4 separate regions of the Sus scrofa genome follow, and all the other regions are linked to region 1. A link is a contact called in public Hi-C and promoter capture Hi-C data. All regions are on one chromosome and are shown on one strand. The core of a region is the stretch at or near the end of the contact, and the rest is flanking DNA. Distances in the headings are between cores, read along the strand shown.

Region 1 (3,394 bases), core at 343-2,842:
TGGGGATATAAGCCTGGAACCAGCTGGAAGGGTCGGAAAGGCCAGTGGGTCTAGGGGCTGCCAAGCCTAGGAGCCCCTGACAGGCAGCCTTCGGGCCCAGCCTCTGCCAACCCAAGTTCCATCACAGGGCTCACTGCAGACCCAGGACCGAGGAGCATCCATTACACCCCACCCTGCTCAGAAACACCAACCATCAGAGAGACACACCCCAGAGGAGAGACAACCCAGGCCACCTCCAGGGCTCTGGAGAAGCAGCCTAATTGGCTGCCGAAGAAAATTTTCAAGGGTAACTGCTTAAGCATGAAAATGTAAATATTATTACTTTGGATACAAGTCTTTCTGGACTTGAGTTTAAGCACGCATGTGTTCTTCTTTGTTCCAATGCATGGTGTCAGGAGACGGGGACAGGAAGCACTGTGGATTAACAACACCATTCCTCGAGGGGACTGTGATCAGACACAGCAGGGTGACAAATGCAATGAGACAGTGTCAATGAACTTCCGAAAATAACAGCCAATACGTTTCTGATCTTGAGCCAGGAGCTGAGCTGAACGCTTCTCTCTCTCTCTCTCTTTTTTTTTTTTTTGCGCCACACCCACAGCATATGAAAGTTCCCAGGCTAGGGGGCAAATTGGAGCTGTAGCTGCCGGCCTATGCCACAGCCACAGCAATGCCAGATCTGAGCTGTGTCTGTGGCTTACACCACATCTCATGGCAATGCCAGATCCTTAACACACAGCAAAGCCAGGGATCAAACCCTCGTCTTCATGCATACTGGTCGGATTCGTTACCACTGAGCCATGACAGGAACTCCAAAGCTGAACACTTCTTATGCATTTTATTTAACATGCCCATCTGTCCTCACCCCACAGCACCAATGAGGATAAAGAGATCAAGACACTCACCCAAGATCAGACAGCTGGGGAGGGTGGAGCCAGACACCCACCCAGAACTGATCTCAGGGTTTTTAACTACTGCCCTGCAGTGGTCAGCTGCTAGGACAGAGTGGGGAGGAGGGAATTTAGGTTTCAGGAAAGGTCTGGCAGAAGAGGGGACCACCAGCGGGGCTCTGAAGGATGTCAAGCCTCTTAGGGAATGAGAGTTCCCCTCTCCTGAATCCAGGGCACTGGTTTCCTAGGTGGAAAGGGATGGATACAGGGAACAAGTGCCCCGGCAACTCAGAAACGGCAGGCCACAGAGGCGCCAAGGGTCCAGGCTTCATGGGGTTTCATGGAGGAGGTGTGGGTGCCAGGCTCGGAGGGAAACAGACCAGTGAGGTGCAGCAGCCAGAAAGGGCTTGAGAACAACCTGAAACTGCCTTGAAATCAAGCTGACAGCAAAGCCCAGGCTGGCGAGGGAGGCCTCAGCAAGGCTGGGGCAGAGCAGGTGCGACGGGATGCACAGGAGGGAGAAAGGTGCTCTCTAACCCTGGGACCCAGGACGGGGAGGGAGCATGTGAGGAGGCGCACAGGCTCACTTACCCTGGAGCTCTTTGTCCGAGATGGCCTTGTCCCCCAGCACCCAGGGGCCATTCTCCCAGGTCAGCAGCAGCCCCACCAAGAGCAGCAGAGTCTTCATCTCGCCTGCTTCTCCAGTTCTGGAATTCTAGCACGCCTCTGTTTGTAGAGAACAAGGGACTGTCATGGTAACAGCCAGGCAGCCTGGGGGGTTTCCGCTCTAGCCTGCTGCCTGCAGAGGCTTCGGCTTCCCAGGCGCCCAGCAGAGGCCTTGCCCTCGGCTACCCCCTCAGCTGGCACCACTGCCCTTTATCTGGGGAAGTGACAAGAAAGGCTCAGACTTGCCACGGACAAGTGGAAGGAGTAGATAGAGGCAGGAACCACAGGACAGCAGCCTAATATAAGAACTCCAGAGTCACAGCCACCAGGCTCAGGTCCAAGCTGCCCTCCCCCTGTCCCCCTCCTCCTTCTCCCCCTTTTCCTCGTTCTCCTCCCTTTACCCTTAATAGCTGACTAAGCCTGAGCAAGGCACAATACTGTCTGCATCCAGGCAGGGCATCTATCTGCTGATACCTGCTCACATCAAACAAACTCTGAAAACACCTCTCTTGGGTCACTCATCTGGCCTCTCCCGTCCTCCCCCTGCCAAAGTGGGGACTGCAGTCCAGAGTGCAGACAGTCCAGGCCGCTGCTGTGTGCATCACCCATCCTGCCCCAGCAGACATCACCAATCAATCACAGCAGTTCCTCCCCCCTACCCCCTGCCCGCCTCTAAGCCTCAACACCTCCTGAAACTGCTTTTTCAGGGTCTGAGGCAGTGAGGACCTCAGACCTCTGGGTTAGCACATTCTAAGCCCACAGCAGGGTGTCTGCCAAGGTCCTCCCACCACCACTCGGCCAGCTGCCCTGAGCTCTGGACCAGCTGGTCTTACACAATGGACCCTTTCCCAGAAGCTGAAGCTGTTGCAAAACAGAACCCCCGTGCCCTGCACCTCCTCCCCAGAACCGCTAATCTGAACTCGCCCACTTCCCTGAACAGAACGGGAAGGGGGTCTCTCCTTCCTGAGATGGTGCACATCCAGAAGCTGCTCTCAGCTTGGCAGGCCCCCCTGGACCCTCGGGAGCATATTCATAAAGCAAACCTCTCCTGAGACATCATTAGCAAAGCAGCCGAGCTGTGGTTCTCAAGCAGCGTGGGAGAAGAGGGCGGGGTCACCACCTTCCCCAGAGATGGTGAGTGGGTGGTGGAGCCAGGCGCTAATTCAGGTGTCTCGGCTCTGCCCCAGCTGCTCACTGAGGCCTGAAACGCCTGGAGCAGGGACAGAGCCTTTGTCACACCAGAGAGAGAAAGCCAGCAAGAAACACCCCTGATGTTGTGTGGAGGCCCCTGATGGCAATGATTTCTGAGAAATCCATACATAAGCCTCTGATACCAGAAGACAGGGCATTGGGTCCTGAGAGGAAGGGAGGCAGGGCAGCCAAAGGCAAGAGCCCTTCATGAGGAGTCTGGAAAGCAGTGGTCAGTGTAGGATCTCCTACCAGGACTGGGACCACGGGAGCCATAGAGCTCCGAGCTGGGAAAGAAACCAGTCTCCTGTCCAATCCCTCCCCCTTGGAGGGGAAGCCAAACCCACAGACAGGATGGGGCTTCCCAAAGCCTGCAGCAAGTATGTGGCAGCCCCAGGATGAGGACCCAGCTCTCCCAATCCCCAGGCCAGTGTCCTTTCCTTAACACCAAGTCATTTAACTCTGAGTCTCAGTTTCTTCATCTGTAAAATGGACTTAATACAGACCTCAGAGATGCGAAGGGTCTAATGTGACCAGAGGAAACTGTGACTCCTTCAAAACTGGTCAACATTGGACCATTCGCGGGCATTGGCATTATCTATTGGGGAAGTGGCATCTTTGCAGAGGGACAGAACAGAAGCAGGCCCTCA
Region 2 (3,394 bases), core at 361-2,860, 150 kb before region 1:
ATGCCAAGAACCTGCTGGACGCCGTGGACCAGGCCAAGGTTCTGGCCAACCTGGCCCACCCACCGGCAGAGTGAAGAGGGTGGCGCCCCCCGCCTGCCGTGTCCCTCCCTGCCCCAGCCTCTGCCTTGCCTTCGGCCTCGTGGGTCCTCTGGGGGGCAGGCCGAGGGGAGTCCTTCTTTCCTTGCCATTTTGCACGACCCCTCTCCCCACCCCACCCCCAGACTGTGCTGCTCAGGCTGCAGCTGGACAGAGGGGACTCAAGACTGCAGACACCAGGGGGTGACCAGGAGGGCTCAGAGGGAGCCGGCTGCTGCCTGCAGCGCCAGCCACTCCCCAGCAGCCACTCCTCGCCTGGCCCGATGGGGGGCCACACCAGGGCCCCTAGAGCCCATGATGGTGTGCGAGGACCGGGCAGGCCAAGTTGGGAACCAAGCTACTCCTCTCCTTCCTCTTCTGCCCACGGAGGTCCCCTCACACCCCGTCACTGAGGGAGGGCCTGGAGGGGCTTTCTTTGGGGAGGTGTGACGAGGGATGGACCTGGCTTTCTTGTACAGTGTATATTGGAATTTATTTAATGTGAGTTTGGTCTGGACTGACAGCCGTGTGCCTACGAAGGGGGACCTGGGACAGTCCAGGAACAAGCCACTGGGAGCTGGCGCTCAGGAGGCTATGGTGCCCACAGCCGGGCCGGAGAAGGGGAGAGATGAGGCCCAAAGAGGACTTGGATGGGGTCCGTGTCCCTTTTCCTTCCCCCTCTGCCCCTTCCTTCTCTTTTCTTACTCCTCCTTTTCTCTCCCCCGTTCTCATCCACTCCCTCCCTCCCTCTCTTGTGTTTGTGCAGAACACTCTTTTACCTTCTTTCTATTTGACTTGGGAATGAATTAAAATTGTACCATTTGCTTTGTGGTTTGATGCTCTTGTTTGTTTGACCTTTGGGGAGGTGACGTTGACCTCTGGCCTCGGCCCCAGAAGGAATCGATTGTTACCTTGGGTGAGGATCAAAGGCCAACGCCAGGGCTCCATCCCGGGACACACGGTGATGCCAGGCGCTGGGGTCAGGTGCGTGCTCCAGCCTTCTGCCCCCACACCTGACCCAAGGGTGACTGTTCAGTGGGAACCCAGGTTGGCCCCTCCAAGGCCACATAGCAATGCCAATGGCACCCTTCCAGCTGCCATCCAAATAACTGGGGCTCCAGGGGGCTTGGGTGGTCCTGGAGGTGGGTGTCCCAGAGCTGAGGGGGCAGGGGCTTTGGCTTTATTTGATCTCTTTACTCACTTGCAAGCTGGATGGGAGATGTGATAACAGGAGCAGACAGCCCTGCACCAGGAGTTCAAGTCCGAGAAACCCGAGGGGTAGGAAAGAGGGGCTCATCCACAGAGCAGGGAGAGCCGTAAACCAGCATGGCCTGGGATGGGGGGCCTTGGAGAGAACCGAGGATGGAGGACTGGGCCTGATGTGGTGAGCCTGGGTCTGTCCCCTGGGAAAGCAAGTGGCAGTTTGGAAGGAGGGAACTCCAACAGCCGATGGGGAAGGAGATGCTTGCCCTGCCTGGCTGCCTGTGCCGGGTCCCCACACACCTGTCTGCTGCTGAGGTTCTGACCTGGGCTGGACGGGGCTGGGGTGTGGCTGAGGGCCAGGGACTGTGGATTCCACACTGCAGAGCAGGCTCACAGGGCCGGTCAGGAGACGTCAGGCCTTCGGGGAGGAAGGGAGGGCAGACTGGGAAGGGAAGGGTCCGGGAGCATCTGCGTCTGCACAGCATCTCGGGTCCAGAGCAATCCAGCTCTTCCCTCTCAGTCCCTCAGAAGAAAAGGCCTGGGTGCCTTAGGGGGAGGAAGTGAGCAGGCTGCGAACCTGAGTTGGGTCAAGAATGGCTGGAGACATCTTTCCAGTTTGTCCACGTGCATTTAAGGACAGATGGCGCCCTGGTCAATGGCCAATAAACAATGTTGAGCCACTTTGCAATGGGGAAGGGCTGGGGGGCTAAAGGTGAGAGGAAGTCTGGGCCCTCACAAGAGCTTCCAAGTGGGGGGGAGCATGGCCCAACCACCTGCATTTGCCCCCCACCAGTGGCATTTGCTCCCCCTTCTTCTCCCCTCCCTGCCCCAGGAGGCTTTGCCACTCTCCTGTGTCACCTGCAGGCTCAGACTCTGAGCTTCCTTCCTCACCTGGTTCAAGGACAACCCAGCCTGCCTTCCAACCTCCTCCCTCTGCTCCCCACACTCAAGCCCACCTCGGCCTGGCTGCTCTGCCTGACACTTCTGGCTCATTCCTGAATCCAAAAGGGTGTTCACAGCCCTTTTACCCCAGAAGCACCCTCTTCCCTCTCCCCACACACCCCTCCTTTGTCAGAGCCCCTTCACATGCCCCTCCCCACCTCCTGGGTCCCCCAGTTTGGCCCTCCCCTCCCTCAGCATCTGCGTCCCAGGAGCATCGTTGTGGCTTCATATTGTCACCATTGTGTCGGCAGCTTCTGTGGAGCAAGTTCCTTCTTGCCCAGCTCCTCAGCATCTGAGCTGGGCTCTGTGTCCCACAGATTATGTCAGTGACTCATTCCAAGACGCCTTCGACGGCGGGACTCTGGGAGAGGCACCTGCAGTGCAAAGGTGCACTCCAGCGGTGGCAGCAGTTAAAGACGGTCAGCCATGCCACCTCGGGGCCATGATGTGACATCAGATCATTCCAGCCAGGAACGGAGGAAGAAAGAGTCCAATGGTCCCCAGGAAGCAGACGAGGATAAAGAGCCAGAGGAATATCCTGTCGATGACCATGGCCACGTACCTCCAGTCTTCCTTCACCTGCAGGGGGAGATGGGCGCAGAGTGACTGAGGCCTTGGGAAAGGGGAAGTGTCCCACCCACGCACAGCCCCTGTAAGGATGACACTGGAGGCGGTGGGAAGCTAAGGTGGAGCAGGGGATGGGGGACAGGGACATCTCAAGACTCAAACAACCCTCTCCTGGTGATTCTGTCCTATCCACTCCTATAGCATGGCCCATTCTGTAGGCTCTCAAGTTCCATATAAGGGAGAGTAGAGGGACAGAAGTTTCTAGAACCACCCAGGGGCAGGGACCCTCCCGAGGGGCCTAGAGTGATTTATTTATTTATTTATTTTGTCTTTTTGCTATTTCTTTGGGCCGCTCCCACGGCATATGGAGGTTCCCAGGCCAATCGGAGCTGTAGCCACTGGCCTATGCCAAGCCACAGCAACGTGGGATCCGAGCCGCGTCTGCAACCTACACCACAGCTCACGGCAACGCCGGATCGTTAACCCACTGAGCAAGGGCAGGGACCGAACCCGCAACCTCATGGCTCCTAGTCGGATTCGTTAACCACTGCGCCACGACGGGAACTCCCCTAGAGTGATTTAAACACAGCATCTAGAAGTTACAAAA
Region 3 (3,394 bases), core at 454-2,953, 150 kb after region 1:
GATAAGCATATTGTTGGGCACTCTCATGAATGGAAAAAATAAAAAGAGATTCTGGAGTTATCATATGGCAGAGGGAACAGAAGAGAAGAGAGGGAGAATGAAAATGCTATTGTGGAGGAGTCTATAACAATTTTTCAGGCTAGTGTGAATTCTGTTTCTAGTAATTTTAATAATGTGGGGAAGACAAACTAAACCTACAGAGGCAGAGAAATAACTTACAGCATACTGTGGAAGCCTACACTACTGAGAAAAATAAGGCATGACAGTGTGATAGATTAGGAGGGGCTGGGTAGGAGGGGGAGGGGTCTGTGAGTTAAACCTCTGGGCTTCAGTGTCCTTATCTCTAAAGAGCAAACACCATGGAGCTAGTTTCACTTAAATCTCACCTTTAACTAGGCAAAGAGAGTAGCGATAAATAGGGAATGTGCTAGAAATCTAAAAATATCATTCATTTATTCAACGAGTATTTATTGAGTAACTATTACAAGCCAGGCACTATGCTAGAGAAACAAGGAGCTTCTGTCTCTGCCCTCAAGGGACTTAAACTCTAGCTCAAGCAAAGAACATTATAATACTATATGGTAAGTGCAATCCAAAGGTATACACGGATGTTAAGGCGGGTACCTGAGGAGGAATACCTAAGAAATCTTGGGGTGGAAACAAGGAGGGAAAGGCATTTGGAAAAGATAGGCCAGGACGGTCTCAGGGGAAAAGCAGTTAAGTGGAAGCTGATTCTACGAAAAGAGAAAAACAAAAGCAGAGAAATGAAGACATAGCATTTCCTGGGAACTAAACACACCCTTTCCTTGCCTGTCAAATACGAATCAGAAACATTACCATATGTCACTTTTCAAGTCCCGGGACAACAATTCTGCCCAGTGAGTGGCTGCCTCGCCATTCCGAGGTCTTCTTATGGCTCTTTGTAGCATCCAGGCCCTACAACCCTTTCCTAGAAGGGTAAGGCACACTTCCTGTAAAGCAGAGTTGTTGACAGGAGTATCTTTCCTTTCTCTAAGTGGGTAATTACCAAGCAGCAAGAAGACTGACGGTTACGTAGGTGGATGGGGAAGGGGAGTTTGGGGACGGGGGTGCGAAGAAGTCCACAAACTCTGCCTAATACCAGGTAGCGAACGGTCTTTCCGATAGAGGGAAAAGAACGACTCACGGAGGCAAAGCCAGTAGGGGGCATGGTCCCTCTACGTCCCCCAGGCCCTGACAAGGGGGCACACTGAGAAGACTAGGGAAACAGTGAGGGCGCGGGAAGGGGTATCCGCTGCCGAGGAGGCGCTTAAGGACCAGGCTCAGCCGCGGCCTGGGGATCTCGGCTTCGGAGGCTGGAGGTTGAGCAGGGACCCGGGAGGTCGCGGCGCCCACTCACCGCTGCTGCTGGTGAAGTAGAACACCATGATCCCGGCGACAGCACGGCGACTCCAGCGCAAACTAGCAATTCTCAACTCTGGAAGCTCAGAATACCGGAAGCGTGGAGGCCCCGTTCACCGGAACTCTTCCTTGCACTTCCGGCGGATGTCTAGTCGCGTCATAACGCCTGCCGCCGGCACCATCTTCAATCTGGTGGGGAGGAGGTGTTGGCTCGCTTTGGGAGCTCGGTTTACTCGGGAGTTGAGGGAAAGAGGGTGGAGCCAGCACAGTTGATGGTTGGATGACATTGCGGGAAAACTCCGTCTTCCGAAAAAAACAAGCCATTGTTTTCAGAACATCTTCCCGTGGGTGGTCAAGTCTTGAAGTTCATCTATTGGTTTGAACTACCTCTTCTTACCCGCAGAAGGACTTCCTGAGAGCAGAAACTCGACTTCACAGCTAGGTGTTCACTGAGCCAACCACGGTACTTGGTACTTAATAGCGGCTCATTAAATTTTGAAGGAACCCAAATTCCTTCGCTGTTCTCATTCTAGCTCCACCACCTGGGCACATTTGGTGTTGCACTTACCTTAGCTGCATAGTGAAAATAGAGCAGCTAATTCATAGGTTTTTTTACCCCCTAGGGTTTAGTAAATTAATAGACTTAAAGAGTTTAAAACAGAGCACTCTACCAGAGTTGTTAGTGATATTCTTTAGAGGTAAAATGCTTCTCTTTCTCTGAGTTTGGACTTGGACTGTTCTGCTTTAAATCTAAGAGCTGCCCCTATTACCTATGAGAGGGCAAATTCCAAACCTCTAAACCTCAGAGATCTTCCTGGCTGTAGAGTGGGAATGCTCCGACTCAAGGAAAGCTCCCACAGCATTTAGCTTTGACCTGATTATTTCTCTTAATTTCCTTCTGACCACTGCATTCTATGAAGTTAAGCTCATCACTTAACTGAATTTATTTAGAACTAAAAAATGTGCCAGAGACTCTGCCGGGAGCTGGTACAGAGATAACAGCAGTAGCTAATGAGTGCCTCAGAAACCTGTGGGCTTTCCAAAGCAAAAACATAGTTCTGTCCTGAAAATAGTAATTGTTTTCAGGCTCTCAGTTTTAGTCTCCATAAAATGGGGGTGATAATACCTATCTCATAGACTATGGAGAGCTGTAAATGAAATAAAACACGTAATACATGTAAGAATACCTAGCACATAGGTGTTATGTGCCATGATTTTTTTTTTTTCATTTAACTTGAAAAATCAAAAAATGAGCTAGAAATCTAACGTGTTTCTGGTTAAAAAAAAAAAAGGTTAGAGTAACAATAAGGTTTCAGATGTGAAAAATAATTGTCTCGAGAATCTGAGGCTACTTTACAAAAGCTTCTTACACCAGGTGACCCTAGAATGTGCCTCAAGTCGGAGAAGGTGCCTTTATTGTGTTGAAAACTGCAATTCCCAGAATGCACCGATACAACGCCTCGGGAGTGGAGCCTTGCCCCGCCGCAAGGGATTGTGGAAGACGTGGTTTCCGTGAGTACAGAGCGCCTTGCCTCAAGGGCGGGAGAATCTTAGAGACCGCCTCCAGAGTGGGCGGGGCAAGCGCTAGCGCGCAACCAATCACTGAACCAGCTCCTGGACGCGCTAGGCAGCGGCGAATCGGAACGCAGCGGCTTCCGCCTCCACTGGCGCGCGAGAATTTGAATACAGTGGGGGGACGTCGGGCTCTGCTGAGGAGAGGTCGCGGGTCTGAGGCTCAGGTGAGTGCAGCTAGGGGCCGAGGGTGAAAGACCCAGGAAACTGGGGGGTTCTGTGGAACGTGGGTGTGAATGTCAAGGAAAAAGAGCTTGAAGTAGGGGCTTGGTGCTTTCGTGGCTCCGGACTGAAGCCACCGAGCGGGTGTCCGCACTTGCAGGTCACCCGCTTTCCATTTTTCTGACGCCTGAGTTTTATCTCTTTGCCCTGACGACGTTCAGGGACGGAAGCACTTTTTCTCTCCTACCTTTCCTCTTTCAGCCCCAAAGGGTCTTCCCTT
Region 4 (3,394 bases), core at 570-3,069, 130 kb before region 1:
CAGGAATTTGGAAGCAGCTCCAAATTCTTTGGCTTGAGCAACCAAGTGAAAGGGGCTGCCATTTAGTAAGACCAGTAGAAGCCTCAGGAGATGGGAATGCAGCTAGAATTCTGTTTCAGTCACAAGAAATTCAAGATCCCCATGAGATATTCAAGAGGAGGTGTTGATTAAGAAATTACATATGCAAGGATGGAAATGGAAGGAAAGTCTAAACTGGAGATTTAAATTTAGGAGATTTCATACTACATAAGTCACACTGCCACTTGCTTTCTATTTTTTAGACTCAGTTGGACTTTTGAGATTACCAATTTCTTGAGCAACCACTGTATTTATTCTCTTTATAAATCTTCAAACCCAGGGTGATCTAGTTTCTATCTCTAAAAACTCCACTGAATATGTTCTGAAATAGGTCACGCAGTGTCATCCAAGTCCAATATCAAACCGGGTTATTGCTGTTGTTTTTCAATGTTTCTACAGCATTTGGCGGTGTTACCTACTTCTTGCTTCTTAGGAGTGGATCTCAGAAAACACTAACAACTCTCAGGCACAATCCCAGAGGAGATTCTGAAGCCAAAAAGGCAAGTGTGGTCCTGGATCACAACACACCCCAAGGCAGACTCATTTCTCTTGTTGACCAGACTGAAGGTTGGTACATCAACAACTTCTTGATTTCAGTAAAGTCTCTGGTGATCTCTCACAACATTTTTCTAGGTAAATGGGGGGAAATATCTCGGGTAAATTCACAGATGATGCATTCAAGCCAGGCTCTCAGCAAGCTGGAACATCAAGCCAGGAGCATGTTTTCATTCTCAGAGCTGCACTACAAAGGCTCAGAGAGTCTAATAACATGCTCGAAAGCCCAGGTCAGACACTCCTAAGGAGGCGGAGGTTTAGGTTTTCTAGAAACACAAAGGAGCCAAGAATGTGGAATCTGTGATTTAAAACAAAGCTCAAACATTTTTAGGCAGCATTAATATAAGAAGAATGTACAAAGGGGTAATGGTGGTCAAATTTATTTCTTCTAAACCTCAGGAGACTGGAATGAATGTATGCTGGGTTGGCATACCATGCCTGGAGCATTATAGTTTATTCTAGAAGTATACTCCACCTTGACACCGAAGAGCCTGACTAGAGGCACATGGTCAGTATAGTGAGGGACTTGTAATTACATGTACTGGATCTAGAAAAGAAGGCCGATAAAGCTACTAATTTACTGGAGATGCAAAACAAAATGAATGTAGGGCATCCGAATACTGAATGAATAAACTTTTGGCAACACACACACACACACTTAAAGAGTCTGTGCCCCCTGGCTCTTTCTCAGGCCTGCCTTCTCCACGGGCCTACTCAGAATGCTGAAAGTCTGCCAAGTTCGCCTTAAGAGATCAGCCTGTCCCAGGGCCTGGGTCCAGCTTTCAAGCAGTCACAGCGGGAGCTCGGGGAGCTCGGGTACTTAGGACTTTCATTTTAGGCGACGGATGGGGATTCATCCAGAGACGAGATTCTAACCCTGGGTCCAAGAGCCAGGAGGTGATGGAGATGGAGCCTGGGCCGCCCTGGGTCTGGGGACACCAAGGGAACCCCCAGGAAAGCGTCCAGGGTGGGACCAGGGCAGGGGGCGGGGCGGAGGTGGGGCGTGGTCAAGTCCCAGACGGGGGCGTGGTGAAGGGCGGTGCTGGGGCCAGGACTGCGAGAGTGGCCGGGACAGGGGGCGGGATCGAGCTCGTCCTGGGCGGCCCCCTCTGCCCGCTGCTAGGGTCCGGAGCCACGACCTTTTTGCGACTCCTCCAAGCGCTTCGAGTCCGAGGCGGAGGCCGCCATGGCGCTGCGAGCGGCGGTGTTCGACCTGGACGGGGTCCTGGCACTGCCATCGATCACCACCTCCTGGGCCCGCGCCGAGGAGAAGCTGGCGCTGCCCAGGTAAGGGGACAGGCGCCACTGCCCGCGCTCCGAAGGCTGGCGGGTGGGACCCTGCGGCAGAGGCGCGACCTCTCGGAGAAGTCCTTTCAGGACTCCCAGCCCTGGTTTCCGATTACTGCAGGGCGGGAGCTCTGGGGAAAAGGTTAAAACAATTACCCTGCCCTAAAGTACCAGGGAGTGTAGGTAGATCCATTGTCTTTCTAAATGATGAGTAGTTCATCTCTCTAAGGACTCCAAAATTGCCCTCTATACTGAAAGCTTTTCCTAAAGTAAGAGAAATTACTCCCTGAGCTGTCTGCTGCCCACTTAATTCTCTGTAATGGAATGTGCCTTAAAGACCTGCGCTGAGGTTTCTAGAGGGAAAAGTCCTATGTGTTGCACATTATAAGGGCAAACCAGAAACGACCCCCCATCCTAAGCACTGGAAAATGGTAAACTAGGAAACATCACCAGTAAACTGGAGGTTCAGAATAAGGTTACAGTGACATCAGGAAATATCTGTTTTCGGAGTTCCGGTTGTGGCACAGCAGAAAGGAATCCGACTACTAACCATGAGATTGCTGGTTCGATCCCTGGCCTTGCTCAGTGGGTTAAAGGATCCGGTATTGCCATGAGCTGTGGTGTAGGTCGCAGATAGGCTTGGATCTGTGTTGCTGTGGCTGTGGTGTAGGCCAGCAGCTATAGTTCGATTAAAAAAAAATGTTTAATAAGTGCAAAGACCAAACTCACCAGAGTATAACACCATTTATACAAGATGGTTTCAACTATGGAAAAAAAAAAAAAACTTCGTGTTGAAAATACCTGAAGACATATGCCAAAATATCCCTGGGATTATTCATCCCAGATGGGATTGTGAATGCTTTCTTTTCTACTTTTTTGTATTTTCCAATTTGGAGGACTTATAAACATGCGTTGCTCCTACAGTCAGAAGGAAGGAGAGCATATTTATTTTAAAACTTAGCAAAGAAAGGCAGATCACACCAGGGACATCCAAGGAAGAGTAAATTCTAAACTACTGGCACGTACTGGCACTACGGGAGCAGGGTGGAAGCTTTGAGAGTTCTGCCCTATCCAAGGCATTCTAGAATTCTGTGATACAAAGACTAACAGGCTTTTTGAGCTGTTTTACTATATAAAATGATAAAAGACTGGTGTTCGCTAGCATGCCAGGTCAAAAGGGGCTCAGCAAAAGAAGCTAGAGCAGTCCTCACTTTTAGACGCAGAAACTGAGGCTTGGAGAGAGGATTAACCTGCTCCAGATTACACAGCATCACATGACAGAGGCAACCATGGAACTCCTCCTTCTGCCTCCCAGTCTAGGATTCTTTCCCACCTCCCTTGGCCCTTGTTCTGGGAAGGATGTCAGTCTGTAGAGAGTGAGTAAATAGGTCAATAATAAATATATCAGTAATGGATTGATATCAATAATGAACCAGCATCAGTAGTAAATAGATCAACAGCTAGTTGTTACCAA

What was found. Promoter capture Hi-C pulls out the DNA fragments that hold promoters and counts their contacts. Hi-C and Micro-C count contacts between places; a contact is called where the count stands out from the background.
Region 2: a Hi-C map of liver shows a contact between it and region 1, with 7 times the contacts expected there. The contact joins the enhancer-like site here to the promoter of CLU in region 1. A contact is called at or near these places in 3 of 5 promoter capture datasets (fetal liver, fetal skeletal muscle and liver), 14 of 47 Hi-C or Micro-C datasets (embryonic fibroblasts, epiblast stem cells, fetal heart ventricle and 9 more) and 1 of 2 datasets of contacts at active chromatin or transcription factors (skeletal muscle).
Region 3: a promoter capture Hi-C map of liver shows a contact between it and region 1, with 4 times the contacts expected there. The contact joins the promoter of ESCO2 here to the promoter of CLU in region 1. A contact is called at or near these places in 1 of 5 promoter capture datasets (liver), 2 of 47 Hi-C or Micro-C datasets (alveolar macrophages and embryonic fibroblasts) and 1 of 2 datasets of contacts at active chromatin or transcription factors (skeletal muscle).
Region 4: a contact with region 1 is called in a Hi-C map of liver, with 4 times the contacts expected there. The contact joins the promoter of EPHX2 here to the promoter of CLU in region 1. A contact is called at or near these places in 2 of 5 promoter capture datasets (fetal liver and liver), 7 of 47 Hi-C or Micro-C datasets (embryonic fibroblasts, fetal heart ventricle, fetal skeletal muscle and 4 more) and 1 of 2 datasets of contacts at active chromatin or transcription factors (skeletal muscle).

What each region holds. Positions count from the first base shown.
Region 1 is chr14:11,347,400-11,350,793 of Sscrofa11.1, forward strand. CLU (clusterin) reads right to left here and starts at 1,593. Exons shown (of 8, transcript NM_213971.1): 1 at 1,482-1,593. The coding sequence starts at 1,578.
Region 2 is chr14:11,193,296-11,196,689 of Sscrofa11.1, forward strand. PTK2B (protein-tyrosine kinase 2-beta) reads left to right here. Exons shown (of 31, transcript XM_001925998.6): 31 at 1-900. The coding sequence ends at 74. It overlaps CHRNA2 (neuronal acetylcholine receptor subunit alpha-2), which reads right to left. Exons shown (of 6, transcript XM_021073187.1): 6 at 437-2,799. The coding sequence ends at 2,674. Among named protein-coding and RNA genes, the nearest start is that of CHRNA2, 9.3 kb to the right of the region's middle. Within about 2 kb of position 1,611, at least 2 of the 83 cell types and tissues checked have an H3K27ac peak or open chromatin away from gene starts, as enhancers often do. A contact at or near this core is called in fetal liver and liver, where this site is marked.
Region 3 is chr14:11,493,594-11,496,987 of Sscrofa11.1, forward strand. ESCO2 (N-acetyltransferase ESCO2) reads left to right here and starts at 1,704. Exons shown (of 12, transcript XM_021074432.1): 1 at 1,704-3,119. CCDC25 (coiled-coil domain containing 25) reads right to left here and starts at 1,471. Exons shown (of 9, transcript NM_001243572.1): 1 at 1,379-1,471. The coding sequence starts at 1,406.
Region 4 is chr14:11,215,306-11,218,699 of Sscrofa11.1, forward strand. It overlaps EPHX2 (epoxide hydrolase 2), which reads left to right and starts at 1,820. Exons shown (of 19, transcript NM_001001641.1): 1 at 1,820-1,920. The coding sequence starts at 1,820.